Regions from separate parts of the Hordeum vulgare genome. Here region 1 is linked to region 2. The links are chromatin contacts, called in public Hi-C maps. All regions are on one chromosome and are shown on one strand. Each heading gives the region's core, a stretch centred on a gene start, on an enhancer-like site or on the middle of the called end of the contact. The rest is flanking DNA. Distances are from core to core; before and after follow the strand shown.

The links. A called contact is a pair of places that touch in the nucleus more often than the background predicts.
Region 1: a contact with region 2 is called in a Hi-C map of leaf, with 3 times the contacts expected there. The contact joins the promoter of LOC123448192 here to the promoter of LOC123448173 in region 2. A contact is called at or near these places in 2 of 6 Hi-C or Micro-C datasets (leaf and seedling).

What each region holds. Positions count from the first base shown.
Region 1 is chr1H:486,295,852-486,299,720 of MorexV3_pseudomolecules_assembly, reverse strand. It overlaps LOC123448192 (histone-lysine N-methyltransferase, H3 lysine-9 specific SUVH1-like), which reads right to left and starts at 2,456. Exons shown (of 3, transcript XM_045125015.1): 1 at 2,293-2,456.
Region 2 is chr1H:485,885,484-485,889,297 of MorexV3_pseudomolecules_assembly, reverse strand. It overlaps LOC123448173 (probable cytokinin riboside 5'-monophosphate phosphoribohydrolase LOGL7), which reads left to right and starts at 2,265. Exons shown (of 7, transcript XM_045124984.1): 1 at 2,265-2,473; 2 at 2,625-2,722; 3 at 2,846-2,876; 4 at 3,372-3,471; 5 at 3,559-3,629; 6 at 3,773-3,814. The coding sequence starts at 2,363.

The DNA.
Region 1 (3,869 bases), core at 1,207-3,706, 410 kb before region 2:
AGCTACATCAAAACCAGATACATACAAGCAAATTCCAAGCCTTGCTGATTAATCATGCTGCTGAATAGCTAGCCACCATACTCTTTCCATCAATTGCCAGACACAGAGGAAGGGGGGCCAGCAGGAGCCCGAGTCACACCAAGATGGAAACTGAATATATGTAAGCTGGTACACTGGAAAGTTTCAGTTGGGCTTGAATGGGAGGTTGTCTGTTAGACTCGTCAATTCGGCATTTCCTTGTTTTTGCAGTTATTGGAGGTGTACAGGACATGAATATGAGAAAGAAACCATAAGTTGATGGGTTTCATACACAAAACCTCAGAGCTTTACCGCTAGGACAATATAACTGTTATGCTCACATTTAAAATATTTTTCTTATTTCCCCTATATGTATGTCCTCACTTACATATTTTCTCTGCCACTGGATTTGCTCTTACGAGAATGAGGACAAATCAGGAAAAAGCTTGGAAGATATAATTACTTAGGAATTGAAGGGCCATGGATTTGGATTGGGCTCTGCCATCAATACTAGATTAGCACAAACGGTGTGGAAGTTCGGGTGAAGATCAGCCAAGAAGTTGGGGAGAGGACGAGAGGTACTATGAAAAAGAAGAGAAGTGGAGGTACATCGCGCCGCAACAGATTTAGAGCAGGATTGGACAAAGCAGGTGCGTCTTGACATATGAAGTATTTGCCCAGCTGATCCTCGACGGTAGAATTCAACACCAGGGGTATCCTAAAACATAGGCATTGGCATGTGTTTGATGATGATCATTTCTGCTCTGCCCTTTAGGGCCTAGAGAGATTGGCAGCATCTATTCTTTCACTGCAATGTCAGCATAAGAGCATGGACCTGTCTCCAGATTGGTTGAGCCCAGGGGAGCTTAGACTTTTCGATCCAATGGGCTTGTAGAAATTTCAATAGGCCCTGCTTTAAGGAGACTGTAATTTTGATTTCCTGGCACATCTGGAAGATTTCAAAAGTTCCAGACCATCTTTTCGAGTTTGGAAGTTTGCTTTGTTGCAGATGCCACCCTTCTTAAGTATAGGGTGAAGAAACAGCTTGTTACCCCTGTCAATTACAGATTGACAAACTGTTGCAAACTGTGTTTCTTTTTTGCTAGTGCTAGGTGATGTAAATAGTACTCCCTCCATAAAGAAATATAAGAGCGTTTAGATTACTACTTTAGTTATCTAGATGCTCTTCTATTTCTTTACAGAGGGAATAGGTTGCAATTTTTTGTTTGAGTGGCGAAAATAGCTGTGGAGGCGTAGCATTGGCAAACTAGATTTCAAGAACCACATATTCATTGAGATCACTCCATCTATAGCAAAAGTTTCATCTTGGTACAAATAAATATTACAAAAACTTCCCGCTTTCTACCTGAAGTAGAAACAAAGCTTTTGTCAACACACGTGGCCAATATTCTTTTTTCCCCCACAAAATACGCATGTGGCAGTACCAAAATGCAAATGACCCGTTCTAATTGACTGAAGCGAACCATGTTTCCACTCACTCCCTCTCTGCCTTAAGTTCTGTGGTTGCTAGAGCCCTGGAATTTCACATGATCTGTACCAAGCGAAAAAGAGACGGTAATTTGGTCCGGAATTAACGCTGTTAAAATTTAAAAAGGAGGAAGGTTTGGATCTGTATCACTGAAAGAACATTGCGCCATAGCAAACTGCAATCAAAAGCTTTCCTTTTAAGGCCATACTGCTAGAATGGTCTTCTTTTAATGCTATACAGACCCAAATCTTCCTAAGAAAAGGGTGGTGGATAGAATTGGCATGGTCTGTCGAAATGCCGATCAGAGGTCCAACCAGGTGAATGAATGGCAATTCGATGCATATCTGCCAGCTAGGCGATTACTCCCGCCCTAAAAGTGGCGCTGAAAATGCCTAAAACTAAAAGCGATGCTGTGCTTTTTATTACCATACCAATTTGGGGTTGGGGGAGAACCGGAAGGTCCCGTAAACAAAAATGCACACGGCCACTGATAAGAAAACCTAATTCGGAACAGATCTAGGGGAGAACAGAGCGTGGAAATGTAATTACGGGGAGAACGCGGCACTATTCAGCAAACCCTAGGACGCGCGGCCCGAGGGACGGAGGGACGCGGCGGCTCGGCGCGCCGACCGGGCGTCGGACGGGGGTGGGGAAGGAGGGCACTACGAGCCCACCCGCCAGCCGAGCGATGGAAATGGGCGCGGCTCGCCGGGGCCGTGCTAGCATGGGTCGGGAGAGGGAGAGGGAGAGGGTGGGTAGGCGGCGAGGATGGGAGGAAGCCCTACCTGAGCCGGGCGTCTCTCGGGGGCGAAGGGAGGGGTTTCCTGGCCGCCGGCGCCGGCGCCGGCGCGGACAGCAAGGGAGGGAGCGAGCGATCTCCGCGACGGCGGGTCGCTGGCCTGGTGTGGAAATGGACGGGAGAAGCGTGGACCGCTGTGCCTGTCTCTGTCTGTCTGCGTGGGACGGGGGAGACCTGGTTTAGCCGGCTCGGGTTAGTGGGGGCGGGATCGTGGCGCGTCGGCCGCGGATCCGACGGCGGAAGGGAAGGGGGGTGAGATGACGTGGTGGGGCGAGGAGAGAGGCAGCCGATCGATCGAGCACCTTTCTCTCTTGTGCACACTCCGGTCTAGTGCAAGACACATCAGAAAACCTCTCAAAAAAAAAAGACACATCAGAAAAAGAAATAACAGAGGCTGAATCTGGCAATCGGTGGCAGAGGCCCAAGCTGCCTAGGCCAACTCCACCGCGCGACCTCATCTTGTCCGCGCGCTTCCGTTTGGTATAGAACGGACGAATACCGTGGCCCAACGTGCGGACCCAAACGGACAAATGTCCGGATTTCGTCCGTTTTCGACCCATCCCCGGCCCAAACTTACGTCCAGTTTGGGGAAACGGACATCGTGCGGACGCGCTCGCCGCACGCCCTTGTCCGTCCGTGGCCCGCGTGTCGGGGACACAAGTACTTCCAGAAATTCCAACGCCTCCACCCCCTCTCCCGCCCCGCCCCGCCGACGGCACCGCCGCTATTCTCCGACCACCTCATCCCCCCGCCGTCCATAGCAAACCCCGTCTTGCCATGGCCGTCACCACGCCCGCGCTTTCGTCATAGTTTGTGCGTCGATCGGAGGAGGTTTGGTCGTCGTCGTCGTAGCCGGCAGCAGAGTGGATACGGCCGCACGCGACCTACCACGGCGGCCACGGCAGCTTCCGACGAGTGCTCCAGAGCGGCCAGTAGCCGGCAACCAACCACCACTGCATTGAGGTGACCATGGCGGCCTCTTTGCCACCATGAGTGCAAGGTGTTCGACAATTTGCCCGCAAAGGTATGGATAGTGATTATGAGTTTTTCTTCCAGCACTTCATTTATTCGTCGGACGATTCGTCGGACGATGATGAAGATATGGTGGTGGCTGCAGTGACGGTTCACGACCACATTCAACGGCAGCTCCCTCGGTACAGGGGGTCACTCCCTGGTCGTGCTCCGAACCTGAACCACGACAGGGAGAGAGGCCAGGCCCTGCTCTATGCCGATTACTTTGCGAACACACCGCTCTTCAAGCCGGATAAATTCTGTTGCCGTTTTCATATGACAAGGCATGTGTTCAATCGTATGGGAGAGGGAGTGGTTGCTCATGACCCATACTTCCAGTGCAAGACTGATGCCATTGGCAAGCTAGGATTCTCCTCTTACCAGAAATGCACTGCGACCATCCGCATGCTTGCATATGGAATTTCAGGCGATCTGGTGGATGAGTATGTGCATATGAGTGAGACAACATGTCCGATGTCAATGTACAAGTTCTGCTAGGCTGTGATCGAGGTGTTTGGCCCTGAGTACTTGAGGCAGCCAACTGCCGCAGAT
Region 2 (3,814 bases), core at 1,016-3,515:
TCTCCAACTTACTTCTGCTTGCTATGATCTCGTCCACCCCAGCCTTGAATGACTGAAGGATTACCTAGGTTGGGCTGGTGGCAACGAACTTGGGTAGAGGAGGCCAGGGCGGTCAGTAGTACAAGGGTCACGGCGGACAGCAAGGCCACAACAGACAGGGGATGCGGGGTCGACGGCGTTGGCGAGCGAAGGGGCCTATGAAACTTCACGCGACAGAGGGAGGTTGTTTCCCGCCAGGTTTAAGTGCCAGGGCAATGCTCTGCGGCGCGCCGGCCCAATCGTTCGGCTGGCCGCACGGGGACCGCCTGATCCGCAGCTGTACAGGGCCGCGTCGTTAGATCTTCATACAACAATTGTTTCTCGATGCAATAAATTTCGTTCACGATGAAGTAATTTTCGTCAACGGTTGCAACAAAAATATAGTTGTAACAAAAAAATATCTACGTAATCGTAGCAAAAAAAAACGAAACTGATGATGTGTGGTATCAAAACAAAAAAAGGGTTGTAGCAAAACAATCTGGTGAACTCGGGTTGCAACTCTAACGAACGTGTATGCAACTTTTTTACTAAACGGTTGCAGCAAAAAAAGATACCGGTTGTAACAAAAATCAACACGGTTGTAGCAAAAAAAATCAACGAACTCGAGTTGCAACCAAACATGGATGTAACTTTTTTAATGAACAAGTTGCAATAAATGGAAAAGGCTGGTAGCAAATTTAACCGCGGTTGTAGCAAATCTACGTTAAAAAAATGTCGCATGTGTGGGCCAGCCACCGCGCAGGCTGCGTGCGACCGGCCGAACGGTTCGACCGGCGCACCGGCTATAAGCGTTTCCCATGTTTATATGGTTTATACATGTCTCCTATTTTCTCGCATATGTGGGAAGCAGTTTTTTTACATGCGATCGTTCCCAACCCTTAAACTTTCATCTAACGACCGTCAGTCATTTTATACCTTCAACCATTCTCTTAAAAACACATTACAACACCTCATCTTCTTCCTTCCCACACTTTCTTTCCAACCGCCCCCACTCATCATCGACCAGACCGTCAACCACAAGCCTCTCCTCCCCGCCCTCCCCTCAACCGCTGCTCACCATCATGTTGCCGCCGTCCCCGACCCTCCCTCTAGCCCCAATGATGCCTAATTTTCTTTCCGACAAACCTGCACCACACACACGCCCCTAAGATAGATAATGGGGTCGTTTGCCATCCTAAGTTAGATAGTCTGGTCGCCGGCGAGCTTGTTCCTTTCCTCCGACGAGTCTTCCTCCCCTTTCATTGTTCGTTCCTTCACATGAAAATCGATGACCCAAATTTTGAATTAAGGCAACTTACGATTACCTATTGTGATTTTTTTTATACGAGAAAGTGGATCTGTTGGAGATGCTGTCACACTGTACATACGGGTCACCAACGAACGGTCGATGAAATTGACAAATCTCCCCGTTTCAATCGGTTGAGATAAAATTGACAACGGCGCGCATGTCGTGTTCCTGAAGATCCCGTGACGCGCCTCGGGGGCTCGGGGGATCGCACATTCGCGCAAACAATTTGCGCTGCTTGCTCGGATTGGCCCTTCCCAATATACGATGCGCTCATCGGATCTGAACCGAGCGCCGTCCATGTATGTAAAGTAAAGCATTCACTTTGCGGTTAACACGTCTCCCTCCCCTTTGACCTGTCTATTTCGGCCACGTTCGACTAACCATCTTGTTGATGATGCCTTTCGCTAGCTAAGCTTTCACCTGCTCGATCGAGACCCAAAGGCCAGAGCCAAAAGTGTGTTAGAGTACTGCTCGTAGCTGTTACCGCCGGCGCTGTCTCCTGACACTGACGGTGCTAGTGGTAACTTGTTCGGTTCGGTGGCGTGCATGCTCCTCGTGCCACAATGGAGGCATGGTTAGACGATCCAGATTTGCATGGCGTACTGTAGGGCCGGCGACGGATGGTCCATGTCTCCATGCGATGCGGCATCGGCGCCGGCGAGAACAGTGCGGCCCATGCCGTTATCCTGAGGCGGGGCAGCGGCAGTCAGTGTGACGGGACGGGCAAGATTCTCGAGGACGGCGGGAGGGAGACAATTCAGAGTTACAGGCTTTCGTCAGAGCAGGGATGGGGGACCCGGGGCTACGGCGATTGGTGTCAATTGGCATGGCGTGGCGTGGTCACCGCGCGCGCGAAAGTGACAGCGACGAAGCAGGGGGCGCGACCCCGACCCCGGAGTTAAATGGAGCCGGTCGTTACCCAGCGTCACCTCGTAGCAGCTGTCTTGACGCCACCACCGTCGGCGCGCGCAGCCACGACGACGCCGCCGCCGCCGCGAGCCGAGGTCGGTCGGAGAAGTGCCCGGTCGGCCGGCGATGGCGGATGGGGCGGCGAGCAGGTTCCGCACGGTGTGCGTCTTCTGCGGCAGCAGCGCCGGCCGCCGCAGGGTGTTCGGCGACGCCGCCCTCGACCTTGGCCACGAGCTGGTGGGTGGATCAAATGGCCAAACTAGGAGCTACAAACTCGCCTCTGCTCTGCCAACGCGCATCTTTGCTAGCTATATGCTCCGCAGCTCCATGGCCGTGCGGCGTTTGGGTTGCGAGAGCTAAGCCGTGTGGGATTCATCGATCCTTGCAGGTGAGGAGGGGCGTCGACCTCGTCTACGGCGGCGGCAGCATCGGCCTCATGGGCCTCATCGCGCGGACGGTGCTCGACGGAGGCCGCCGTGTCGTCGGGTACGTACGTCCGTCCGTGTACAGCTTCCTTCCCTTCTGCACGAGTTCTCCTCTGCTTCTTGCAGAGATGCTCTGCTCTGCCGTTCTAAACTTCTAATACTTGCACTGAGTGTTTCTTGGCAGGGTGATTCCCAGGGCTCTCATGCCCGTCGAGGTACGCTACCTCGACGATTCAGATTTCTATCTATCTACATTCTACTGCACGTACTTAGCATTCTGTACGGGTAGCCTCCCAGAGTAAGAAAATGCTTTCCGGTTCAGTCACGTGGTGTGTACTGATGTTTGAAATTCATGCATCTTCCGACTCATCCTGAAACTGAACTGTGAAAGAAGTGAAAGTTCTTGCACTTTTCCTGCAATAATTTTAAAAGAAGTAAAAAAAACATAGAGAAATTCATGTGAATTTGGTCAAGGTTTTTATTTTTGTCATCTGAATCCAGCCGTACACCTGAAGTTCACTTGGCACATGAGGTTATCTCAGCTGAATTTGAAGTGTGTGGCCAAACATCCAAATTAAGTGCATCTTACTGAAATGCTGACCATGCCATCCCAGGGGGCGACGGATTGACACGTGTCTGATTTTGTACGTACAACATTATATATCCATCTGCCGTTTCTCTGAAAGTTTCACTTCAAATTGTACCGACAGATATTAGGTGAGAGCGTGGGAGAAGTGAAGGTTGTATCTGACATGCACGAGAGGAAAGCAGAGATGGCTCGACAGTCCGAAGCATTCATCGCTCTTCCAGGTTCCACATGTCTAACGATCTTCCTAATCGTTCTGCCATCATCGCTGATAAGTAAGTAGAAATTGCTTACAATTTTCTGTTCATCAGGGGGGTACGGAACCATGGAGGAGCTGTTGGAGATGATAACATGGTCCCAACTCGGAATTCACAACAAACCGGTAAGCAACCGAGGATAGCAAAACGCTCTTATATCATGGAACGGAGGGAGCAGTAGATTATACTGCATGACAAATTTGGCCGCAGTTTTTACTCCAAACGAATCGAGATTTCCAAGGCTTACAAAGAATTAATATCAATATAGGTTGGTCTGCTAAATGTGGATGGTTACTATGACACCCTGCTG